Linked DNA regions of Arachis hypogaea: region 2 is linked to region 1. The links are chromatin contacts, called in public Hi-C maps. All regions are on one chromosome and are shown on one strand. The core of a region is the stretch at or near the end of the contact, and the rest is flanking DNA. Distances in the headings are between cores, read along the strand shown.

Region 1 (6,263 bases), core at 2,408-4,907:
GCATCGGGAGTATATTTAGCTTACTCACCCAGAGTTTATGGAGATTATGCAGGAACTGCAACAAAAATTTGCCCATCAAAGTCAAGTTCACACACTTCGTGTCTTTAACACCCAAGCCACTAAATTTGTGGGGATTAATTAATAACTTTCTCCCATTTAACTAAGTGAAGACACCACTCATTAATTTTTCCTTTTCAAAAATTTTTTTTCATAACATCAATTTTATTGCAGAGAGAAGTAAAAAAGAGAGAAACTTGCATATGATAAATAGGTAAAGCAGAAGCAAATGATTTAATTAAACAAAGTCTACCTACTTTGTTGAGGAGTATTTCCTTTCAATTTGTCAATCTAGACTTGATTCGATTCAAAATATCCAAAAAAAATGTTTTTGAAGTTCTAGATGTCCAATGTTGACATCTAATTATTTTTTCAAATCATTAGTCAACCTAATATGAGAAATTCTCGTTAGAACCCATCTTCTACTATTAGAAATATTCTTGAAACAAACTGCTTTAGATTTTTCAAGGTTAACTTTCATATCGAATGTCTTGTAAAAAAGTTACATAGTTTTCATGACATTCTGAATTTAAGTTTTGCTAATATTACAGAACAAGAACAAGAAAAGATCATCCACAAACATAAGATGAGACACACGCAAATTTTTTCGAAAAACCGCCACACCCTCCATCTATCATAGCCAATTTGAATTTCAATAAAAGTGGCTAATCACTTCATACAAAGAACAAAAAAATAAGGTGAGATATAATCTCCTATCTCACCTCTCACCTCTTCTAAAGCTGAAACCCCTCCAACTTAGTCCCATTGCACATGATGGAATGAAATTCAAACTCTAAATCTCTTAATTAAGAGACTTAATAATAAAACACCAGATTATATTCATGTATTAAAAACTTTGAAAAATAACTATCAATTAAAATCACATTTTCTTATCATTTGTACTCACATGAATTATGATTATCATTTTTGCAATCCCCTTTATTTTCCTCTCAATAATAATAATAATAATAATAATAATAATAATAATAATAATAATAATAATAATAATAATAGTGAAGCCAAGGAAACGACTTTTGTGGTCGAGGCAATTATTAATGAGAGAGCTCTATCTTGTGATAAAGATTATCTATCTAGGGTCCTCCATCTATATCTATCCTAAATTCAGAGCAGAAAAATGATTGGTATTTAATTTCATGGTGTTAATGTCAGGTCAAACATAAAAGACATTGTACCTCAAAAAAAAAAAAAAAGATAATTGAAATTAGAATTTGCATTATTTAGTTCCAAGCAAAGTAAATCAATAAATAAAATAGAAGTTGTGTTGATTGTGACGAAAGATAGGCCACAGTGTTAGAGCATATTGGAGACATTAATGCACAATTTAAAACTAATTTTATAAAAGGGCCTTTACTATTATTATTATTATTATTATTATTATTATTATTATTATTATTATTATTATTATTATTATTATTATTATTAAGATAAAGTATATTTTTTTGTAAATATTTATAATAATTTTTTTAAATTCTCATAATATTTAATTTTATTCTTAATATTTTGATTTATGTCAAAATTATTCTTAGATATTAATTTCATAAAAAACATTAAGAATAAAATAAAAAAATATCTAAAAATAGTTTTGATACAAATTAAAATTGTTAGGAATAAAATTGAATGAATAAAAAATCTAAAAAAAATTGAATAAAATTAGATGTTAGAAATATTTTTTAAGAAAATCACAAACATTAAAGATACAAAAACATACTTTATTATTATTATTATTATTATTATTATTATTAGAAAGGGGTTAGTAGTAGTAGTAGTGGAGTAAGGTTTGGCAACTAAAACTGATGTAGGCAAAGCAAATTAAGTGTGCCCAGTTTGACAAACTCATAGATTCTCTAGGTTGAGACAGTGCATATTGTTCTGATTGACAATCTCACCCTGTCCACATGAAAAAATCATATAAATATATAAAAGTTTAAAATATCTTAGCTTTAAAGCCTTTGGTGGGACATTAGGCAGAATCTAAAACATAATGTCATATTGTGCTGGTAATTAATTAAACAATTCTAAAGAAGAAACAAACAGGAAAGTTGTGTTAATCATTCACAAATTTATCATTTTTTGTTGTTAGGCTCAACAAACATGGTAATCAAGTTATATTAGTTATTTTGATTTTGAGCAAGATTCCTTTATTGTAGCTATTAGGTTAAAAGTTAAAAGTTAAAACAACAAACATTGGCATCATGTCAATAATTAACTTAAAAGCCTATGAGTTGTTCTTATTCACATATATTTGAAGACAATTTTATGTCTTGGTGATTTTCCAGTCTTATCCATTTTATTTATCTTTTTTACATCAACTTCTTCGATTAAGCAAAAAAAAAAAAAATTTGACATGTACTATTGAACATGATGATTAGGGCCGTCAAAATAGGCTAAATTTATCGGGTCAGTCTGTTTATCTTTTAAAATGAGCGGATTTTGTCTCCAAAATTAAGTCTGTTTAAATTTCAGCTTAAACAGGTTGAGTTCGATTAACCCGAAAAAAATGACGGGTTAAACGGGCTAGTCCACAGGTTAAACGGGTTGTTTGTTTAATTTTTTTAAATATTTTTTAAGAAAAAGTAGCACTTTTTGTCGATATTTTCTTCGATTCGACCCGAAAATTTGATCTATCAACTAAAAAAATATTATTTTTAAAAGTTTTTTACCTAAAAGTAATATTTTTTGTCAAAATATTTTTTAAAAAATAAAATAAAAAGATAAACAGATTGATCCATTTAACCTACGGGCTAACCATAAACAGTCCGGATTAAAAAATTATGGCCCGCAAATAAAGTGAGTTTAAACGGTCCAACCCATTTAACCCACAGATTTAATAGGTCGAACCTAAATGGGCCGTACTAGCCCGTTTAACAACCCTAATGATGATCATTTAGTCATCAGTGGTTCATATATTTTCTTTATTCATGTCACTATTTATTTATTTTTCATGTTATTAATTTGATCATCTAAAATATTATTGTTCATTATATGTGTTAGAATTTATGATGATAACTCAAGAATAAATATTAAATATCATTGTGTTGTATCTATGTAAAGAGTGTTTTGATACAATTTAATCATAACAACAAAATCAATCTAATATCAAATTAAATAAACATAAAATTAATCAGAAATATACTTAGATACTATATTAATATATAATACCTTAAATATATTTAAATAATATGAAACAAGAAATTCCTTCAAATGTACTACAATATATATAGACATATATAGTACAAATCCAGATAAAAAAAGAGAATAAGGTGCAACAAAACAAAGTGTATATTTCAGTTTCTGATCATAAAAATCAGGGAGGGGCAGGAAAAGAGAGAGATTAATCATTTCAACCATAATTTTACAAAAATGATTAGATACCGACATTGCATTAAGTACCCTTTTTTCCCCTCTTTCTTAGAAAGGAAGTGATATGAACCTAAATCATTGAATATTATAAAAAAAGATGCTAAAGGGTTTTTATAGAAATTTGCAAGCCAGAAAGCCCAATATTCTGGGTTTGTGGTTGCTTGAAAATTGAAACATGAAATGAATCAATAGATTGATGCAAGATCTCTATAAGATTACTGGGTCCAAAAATTATACATATTTGGAATCTTATAACAGTAATGAGACCCCCCAAAAGATGGGGTAGTACACAATGAGATTAATTAGGACCATTTTTTTTCTCTAATCATGTTAATAAAGGTTACCATACCTTATATCAAATTAATTGATGGCCCAAAAACGAATCCAAACACTTTCCTTTCTTGTGTAAATGAGAATCATTTTGACATGAACAATTAAGAATTTGGAAAATAATCAACCAAAGTCTAGCTTTTGGATAGCAATGAACTTGAACTACTTCTCTATTATGAAGGAAGACCAAAAAAAGTACCCTTTATGGGACATGGTTGATGCTCCCATAACTAATATTGTCACATCAAATTGAAACACTTTTTCTACGTAAAGGCCAAGATAGTTGAGATTCCAAATGCAATGTTCTTGCTAAAAATAATCAAAATTTTATATTCATATGGGTTTATTCGCGATGTAGTAATAGTGTAAAAAATTTTATACAATCATCTCATTAGATTTTTTCGCGTGAAAAATTCTTAACAGAATGACAATGTAAAACTTTTTCATAGAGTAAAAATTTGTTTGCAATGTGTACTATAATTAAACCCGTTTGAATTAGTTGAGTGGTTAACACATTTGTCTACTTAAATTAGTGTCAGGAGTTTGATGTTAGCCTTGCATATGTAACAACTCATTGATTAAGAACAAATCCTTAATCAAATTTAAATTCATAACAGATTAATCATTGACCTGTCGAGTTAAAAATATTGTGAGAAGTCATATTCATATAAGAATTATGAGACCGTAACAATTTATATGGTTGTGTGACAAATATGGCATAATTTGGTAGGGTACGTAAATCAAATCATGATCAATATAATTAGAGCTCTAGCAACAAATGGTTAATTAATGGTCTATCCTTTTCTCTCTTTTTTTTTTTAAATATAAAGCATTTTGCTGATTAACCACTGTTCTCTTATTCCAAGCTGTGCATTGAGATAAGAACAAATTTTCAGATCATATGCATGAATCATGGAATGTTGTAGAATTTTGCATAGAAGTAAAGGTAACTGCTATACAGAATAAGCACTTTATGGTTGATCATATGATAGACACAGATGCCTTAATTATTTTTTACCATTTTCACTGTTTTTTAAAAACAAGCAACTTTTGTTAAAAGGGAATGATAATTATTGATTGCCAATAGTTCTTGGATTATCTTTCTTTCTTTCTTGCTTTCTCTCATCACAAACATTCTGGTGTCTTCTATAGTCTCCTCATCAATGTCTTAGGAACCAAACCCAATCAAACCAGTTTTTATCATTAACTGAGGTCAGAAACAATGATTAATAGTTCTATCATTATTGGGTATAACAAATAACTTGCATTCAGATACTTAAATTTGTTGAACTTTTAAAATAGTTAAACATTTCTGCTATTGGAATAATGTGTACAACTTATATATATAGTAGATTGGTATTAGTACATGTTGTTAGAGAACAAAATTAATTAGGATCTGATTTAGCATTAGCTTAATTTTCGGGTTAGTTTTAGTTTATGCTCTGCAGTAAATCAATTACTATGGTAAACACTTTCAGTTACAATTATAGTTTTTATCTGTCTTAGTAGATCCTCAGTTATCAATGGTTTCTGCTTCTTCCTGCCAGCATTGGTTTTCATTGCTCAACCAAAACTTAATGCTCTTAATTGAGCATATGTAACAAGAATGAAGTACAGATCATGATGCATAGATTACAGAGATGGAATTCTTTGATCTTTCACATAATCATGTATAACCTCTTCATTCTGTGTTCTTGTGCTTTACCCTATGAATATCAATGGAAGTAAATACAAGAATCCATGGTCATATTTTCAAGGACAAAACAAGATGGACCTTACTTGCCTTTTAGCTCATAACCACCATTGCTATGTCACCTCATAAAGACAAACAAGGGCCCTTAATTTGCTTTCTGGCCTGCTGTTCAAAATTATTAAAGTTCTAAGCAAACTATGATCAGTAAAGTGGTAGTACAACATTGGATAAGATGACCGTTGATGCTTCTGCTGACCCTTATGGCAAAGTGATCGGTGGCCAGTGGCGGCGATAAAATTATCTGCTGCTGTACCATGTCCAACTAACTTCTCAACAGAAAGTATTCTCCCAAAAAAAATCAAACTTCAAAATATACAAGTTGTATACACTTCCTTGTCACATGTTAAACAAGGTAGCTAGACAGAGGACCCTGGCTGAGATATCCGGAACAGCTGCCAAGCGATGTAGGACCAAGCGGTAGCGCTGATTCAAACAGTAAATTACTGTCATTCGCCAGAGTAAATTGCCAGAATTGTTGGTTATACATTATTATGCAACTCAAGGTTGGAGCAGTCTCAACTTTTAGTGCACAACTCAGATACATAATTGCCAGAAAGAACTAAAAGAAAATGAAGATCTTCAACTATAAAAGGTTCTTACTGATCAAATTATTATAAGAGGCCCAAAAATACAATTATTATTTACTGAGACATGGTCCTAAAGATCATAAAAAACAAAAGACATAACCCTTTTTCCATATGAATGCTGACGGGGATTGTCCTATATTTGGTCCATGCACTCA
Region 2 (6,263 bases), core at 1,848-4,347, 70 kb before region 1:
TAACGAATCGAGCTCGAACTAGTTCATGAGCTGGCTTGACTCACTTCCACCCCTACTTGCAATTAGACCACCTCGGTGTATACTATCTATCTGACTATATTGAGTATCTATCTGACTTAATTATTATGTTATATTATAAGAAAATTCGTTTGTATTGATAGTTATATGAAGTTGGTCTCTTTAATTTTGAATGTTAAAACACAATGCTGATTAGAAATAAATAATCAATATTTTGCTAATTATGTGAAACTTATGTATGGTGCTCAAGTGTGGATTAAGAACATGTCTTCCTTTAATCTCAGGAAGAAGGTTTTATAGATGATCGTGCAATACATCTAACAAAATGGCATATATATACATATACATAGATTAATAGATAGATATTAATGAGTATCAAGTAGTTTGAGAATTGAGACTATATTATTATATGTTTAAATAACATGAGATGAAACCAAAATACACGTGAAGATTGATTTGCACTTCATAACTATCAATGCTCACATACACTCACATTACAATATTTCTTTATTAATTTCCTCATTACAATATTTCTTTTGAAAAATGAAACCCGTCAAGCAGGCCAAACATACACCACACTAAAAGTTTAGAAGAAAAAAAACAAAGAAGCAGCTAAGGAAATCTCCATTATTCCCCTTTATGTAAACTATTGTTCACTCCGTCCAAGATGCCACTATTGACCTTAATTAATTTGCTATGTTAATGTCTTTATTGACTTCAAGACGATGAAGTCAAAAGGTTGGACTACTTGAGACTTAATAATTGAGATTGCGTGCATTGTATCATCTTTAATTAATTCTTTCTGTTTCTATTATTTTCTATTTCCTTGTTATGTTTAATATAGTTATATATATAAACTTTACAAGAAAATAATTCAAATTTTAAACTTTTTTCTTTTACAGAAGTTTAAAAAATAATAATTCAATAAATAAGGCAGAAACCAAACAAGGGTTTAATTAGATGTTGATATATATACTTCGAGAAACAGACAAATCGATTCCTAATTTTTTAGTCTGCGCCTCTGCAAACATTTAAGTCTCTGAAGTTTTAAGAATACATTTAAGTTTTTTACTTTTTTTAAATTTGGATACATATATTGATCTCTGAATCTAATTTGTCCTATTTTAAAAACTCTCACACGTGTATATTCGTATCGATCAGGTCAGTACAACGAGAGTTACAGTTGATTTTTTTTGTTAGATTTAACCGATCCAAATAAACATAAGAAATTGATATGTCTAAATTTAAAAAAAATCAGTAACTTAAATATATTTTTAAATTTTAAAAGATTTAAATGTCCACGTATCAAAATATCAAGAATTTATTTCTCCTTTTTTCTTATTTTTTTATGGCCGTCGTGTATGTCAAGCCAAAAGTTCAAAGTATTATATGCTTGTGTAACCCAAACCATGTCATGATTCCATTCCTAGAATCAACACATCTAATAAAGGGAGGAAAATTATAAAGTAATAAAATAAAAAGTTAATCACTTGTAATTTTTATTATGTATGAGTTTTATTATTTTAATTTAAAGGAAACTAAATTTTTATTTTTTCATTTTTAAAAAAGAGTGTGATTTATATTATTATATAGAGAGATATATTTCAATTTAGTTTAATTTCCGTGCAGATATAGTAGTTTTCAATTACAACTGTGATATGTTCCCAAAATGTCAACATATAATGGCTTTTGAATCCTTCACAAGACAATATTGAAGACTCAAGACCGCGTCCGTGTCTAACACAAATATATTCTAAGTATCTAGCTAAAACCATATATAAACGAGGTATTTAATTTCTAGAATATCTCTAGATATTAATTATTAATTCATTTACATATAATAATAATAATAGTAATATGTATATATAAAAAATTAATAATTAAATCAGTTATCATATATATTATTTAATTTATTTTTAATATATATTTTATATTTAAATATGTATTTTTATTTTTAGTGTATACCCAGCATATATTTGTAATAATAGATATATAGTTGATGACATGTTGATTGTATAATTTAGTATGCTATTGATTGTTAATTACAAACCTAAATATAATTCACGTGTCATGCATACTTTAATGGGCCGGGTAATATATATACCCCAAGCAAGTATATATAGACATATAGTGGAGATGTAACTAACTATATATACATAATAAATCTGAATGTTTTGGTGGCCATTGATAACATGCCACTAATACATACCAACTATAGGGTATAGGGGGAGTCACATTCTTCAGCATATAGAATCATTGCCATTCTGAAAACTATAACACATAACCCCTTCTCCCAAATTCAAGGAATTCACACAAAGATCCCATTATACATATGGATAGATCTATGAAGATTAAGATTAACGGCTCCATTACGAAGACAATAAAAAATCTAAACAATATAATTATGGGCCGTCAATACAAAAAAAATCTTTAAAAAAATTTATCTAAACACTCTCTTTCTCTCCAAACTGGTTGTCATCTCCATTCTTATCAATCATTTTATCTCTTCGGTTAAAAACTTTCTTATCGGTTATCATCGTCTACCCCTGTAGCCCCCACCCTCATCACCATCGCGAAATCGTCATTAAACAACTATCCATGTGCACGTAATTATTAAAATAATCATCCGACTACCTAGTGAAATGATTATCCAACATTTGTTAATTGTATATACTTAAACTAAATCGAACAAAATAACCATTCAATTAAGAATTAAAATAACCATCTACATACCTAATGAATTAAACATCCAACACATTTGCGGAGTGGAAAGAGTTGATGCATGGCGACGCATGGAGGTAAGGGAGGAGATCCGGCGACGGAATAGCCACGCAACGACAACTTCGGCTAGGCGAAGTTGCGAATCTGTTCTGTGGGCTTCGAAGCCGAACACGCAGCGGTCAGAGATGGAAGAGGAGGAGGAGTCAAATCGGTGGAAGGAAGGGTGGCGTCAATGAGGTGCAGCACAACACCTACAATGGGTCAACGGGGAGGACAGACGACGAGAATAACGTGCATCTCGAACAGCACAATAGGAAGCGACAGCCTGCGGTGGGGCCTTCACGGCCAACGGTGGGTGCGCAGCGGTAACAAGGACGCACGGGCCTGCTGCAGCGCAATTTCCCGTTGCTACGGCGCGCAAGCAGAATGCGGAGAGGATGGGCGGCGTCAGCGGGACGATGGGCGGCATCGGCTCGGCAGTGTCGTACCAGACAACGGAAAAGTGTAGCGACGCCGAGGTGACTCTACGAATTGAAGATCACAAATGAAGAATGAAAGGTTAGCATGATATTGGGAGTAAGTGTGTCAATTGTAATTTAGTTTAATTATAAATTCTTATTTTTAAAATTTTAAATTTTAAAATTAAAAATAATTAATTAATAATCTGATTTATAATTTTAATTTTAATTTTTTTTCTATTTTATTATTCATATTGTTTAATATTTTTATTGTTCGGGTATACTTTTTCTGAGAGTAAAAAGTAGGTCATGTATGTGGGGCTGCTAATAACATAGAAAATTATAGGAAAGAAGCTAACAAGGCATTACTTCTTGTTGCAGTCAATGTAGAAGTTCATTTTCAGTTTCAAGAGTATTATGATGATTCCATCAAGACTTAGAAATAATAATCAACTAATTAATTTCGAGTGACGTTAGGATTTCAACTAAGCTGCCGTACTAAGGGGGAAGCATCACTTGACTATACATAGCTTAGTGGACGAACTTGGAAAAAATAAAATAAAATAAAATCTGGTAGTATGAGAATTGAAATGATCAAAACATGACAAAGTATTTTAAGAAATATTTAACAAGAGTACATAGATTGCGTAAATGGATTGTGTCACGAAATTAGCTAAAAGTTAAGGAACACTTTAATTTGTCGAGTCTATCTGAATATCTACAAGAAATATACCAATGTGAGAAATGTTTTGTTTTTGTATACTGATGCGAACTGAAATACAAACATTTCAATCCATGTAGATTTTAAAATTTATTATTAATGAGTTAATTTGTTCATTTTGAACGAAAAAAGTTAAGAGAACTATTATTCGAACGTTTTAAAAGTTTCTAGACAAAAGAGCACATAACATAGTGTAAAATTGAAGGGTGTAAATTAACTTAAAAATTTATTTATTTTATTTAAATATAATATTTATTTTTTTTTATATTTTATAATATCAAATATTATTTATATATTATTAACAAATTGAATTTATATTTCAATGATACTAAATATTTGTACAGATGTATATATATTTTACGAATATGCATATTAAAAATTAAGAGTGTTAGTCAGACGGATAAAATTATCCTACCATCAAATTTGATGTTATTCTGTGGGTTGAGTTGCTAATCTATAGCAACTGAAATAGAGTGAGTTGGATATCTACTGATGTAAATAGTGCTATCAGCTCCTTATCGATGCATTATTTTTTTAGGTGAGTTCTATGGTATTTTTTACTATAATGCCTAAATTGTCTAATTTTACTTTTAAAAATGAAAAATAAAATTTTTAAAACAAAAAATAAAATATTTAAAATTTATTAAATATTATTTATTTACCTTTTTTAGTAAGTTAGACATAATTTTAAAGGCACTATAGTATTCACCATTTTTTTTATTGTATGTGGTGAATGTATGTATTTGTTTTTAAGTGCTTTACTATTTGCTTGGAAATCATAAGCTTGAAGAATCTTTGAGATTACTTTAATTTGCACATTGAAAAGTTAGCAGAGGATAGCATACGTTTCAATAATTTTTTTTTTTTGACAATGTAAAGAGGTAGCATTCATTTATGAATAAGACCTATGATATATAAATAAATCAAATTACATATAAACAGAAGTGCATCTTTCATCCACACTGTATTTTGGATTAGTAATAACCATTTGAGTCAATTCATAATTTTTGCAAAAGAATTTGAGATGAGTTAATTTGTCTAGATAGCAAGAGAATTTGGTATAGTAGAAGAGAAAGGGGTTAAAGATGAGATGAGAAAGAAGCAAAGATACACAAAGATCATTGAATGAGGGAGCAACTTGGAGGGAAAGTGTAACAGAACTCTCTGACTCCAAAAAAACTAACTTGCTGCATAATTTCTACTCACTCAACTAACTAGGTCTAGTTGCTCCAATATCTATATACAAAGAAGTGAAGTCGTAATTAACTCAGTAATTAGCTTGCTAAGTTTGGCAACTTGTCTGATCGGTAACATACCCCCTCAAGCTAGAATGTCTTGGCATGTGAAAGTCAAGCATTCGAAGCTTGGAAGTGCACGAGCAAAAGGGAGCTGGAGCTAAGGGCTTGGTGAGGAAGTTAGCGACTTGTTCAGCTGACGAGACAGGTAGCAAATGGATTACACCTTCAAGAAGCTTGTCACTGATGATGTGGTAATTGATTTCAATATTTTTCTCCGCTCATGAAAGATTGAGTTAGCTGCAATGTGTCTGGAAGATTGGCTATCACAATAGATTAGGACTATTTGTGGGGAGGGATCTTCAAATCGGTGAGTAAATTTCTTAGCCATTGAACTTCTCTTGTGACTTTGGCCAAGGCTCTATATTCTGCTTCTGAGGAGGAGTTGAAGACTGTTTGTTGCTTCTTGCTTTTCCAACTGATCAAAGCGGTTCCAACGAAGAAGTAGAAACCTGTGATTGATCTGCTTGAGTCTGAACACTATGCCCAATCAGCATCTGAGTAGCCAACTAGGGTAAGATCTGGATTTGCAGCTGGGAAGAAAAGGCCATTGTCTGGTGCCATCTTTAGATATTTTAGGATTCGATAAGCTGTCTTGAGATGCAAATTGGTTGGTTGTTCAAGAAATTGACTCAACTTATCTAGACCGAACAATGGTTTCCTGAGCAAGCACACTAATTTTCCATGAAAGTCTTCAAACCCTGGTGACAATTTCATATAAACTTCTTCATTGAAGTCTCTGTGCAACAAAGTTGTGTTGACATTGAGTTGTTTGCAATGCCAATCTTTACTGGTTGCTATGGTGAGAAGTAATCTCAATATGGTCATTTTCACCACTGGACAGAATCTGTCAAGGTAATCAAGGCCATGTGTTTGAGTGAACCCCTTCATTACCAAACGCGCTTTGTGTCTCTCTACTCCATCAAGGTTGAACTTCACTTTAAACACCCATTTACAGCCAATTGCTCTTTTCCTAACAGGTAAGATAGTAATGCTCCATGTTTTGTTTTGATAAAGTGCTTTGAGTTCCTCTTTAATGACATTTCTCCA

Evidence for each region. Hi-C and Micro-C count contacts between places; a contact is called where the count stands out from the background.
Region 2: a contact with region 1 is called in a Hi-C map of leaf, with 3 times the contacts expected there. The contact joins two enhancer-like sites. A contact is called at or near these places in 3 of 8 Hi-C or Micro-C datasets (all in leaf).

Annotation. Positions count from the first base shown.
Region 1 is chr9:118,327,260-118,333,522 of arahy.Tifrunner.gnm2.J5K5, reverse strand. No RefSeq gene overlaps it. Among protein-coding and RNA genes, the nearest start is that of LOC114923983, 5.5 kb to the right of the region's middle. Within about 2 kb of position 3,657, at least 1 of the 3 cell types and tissues checked has open chromatin away from gene starts, as enhancers often do.
Region 2 is chr9:118,396,340-118,402,602 of arahy.Tifrunner.gnm2.J5K5, reverse strand. No RefSeq gene overlaps it. Among protein-coding and RNA genes, the nearest start is that of LOC112712568, 4.5 kb to the left of the region's middle. Within about 2 kb of position 3,097, at least 1 of the 3 cell types and tissues checked has open chromatin away from gene starts, as enhancers often do.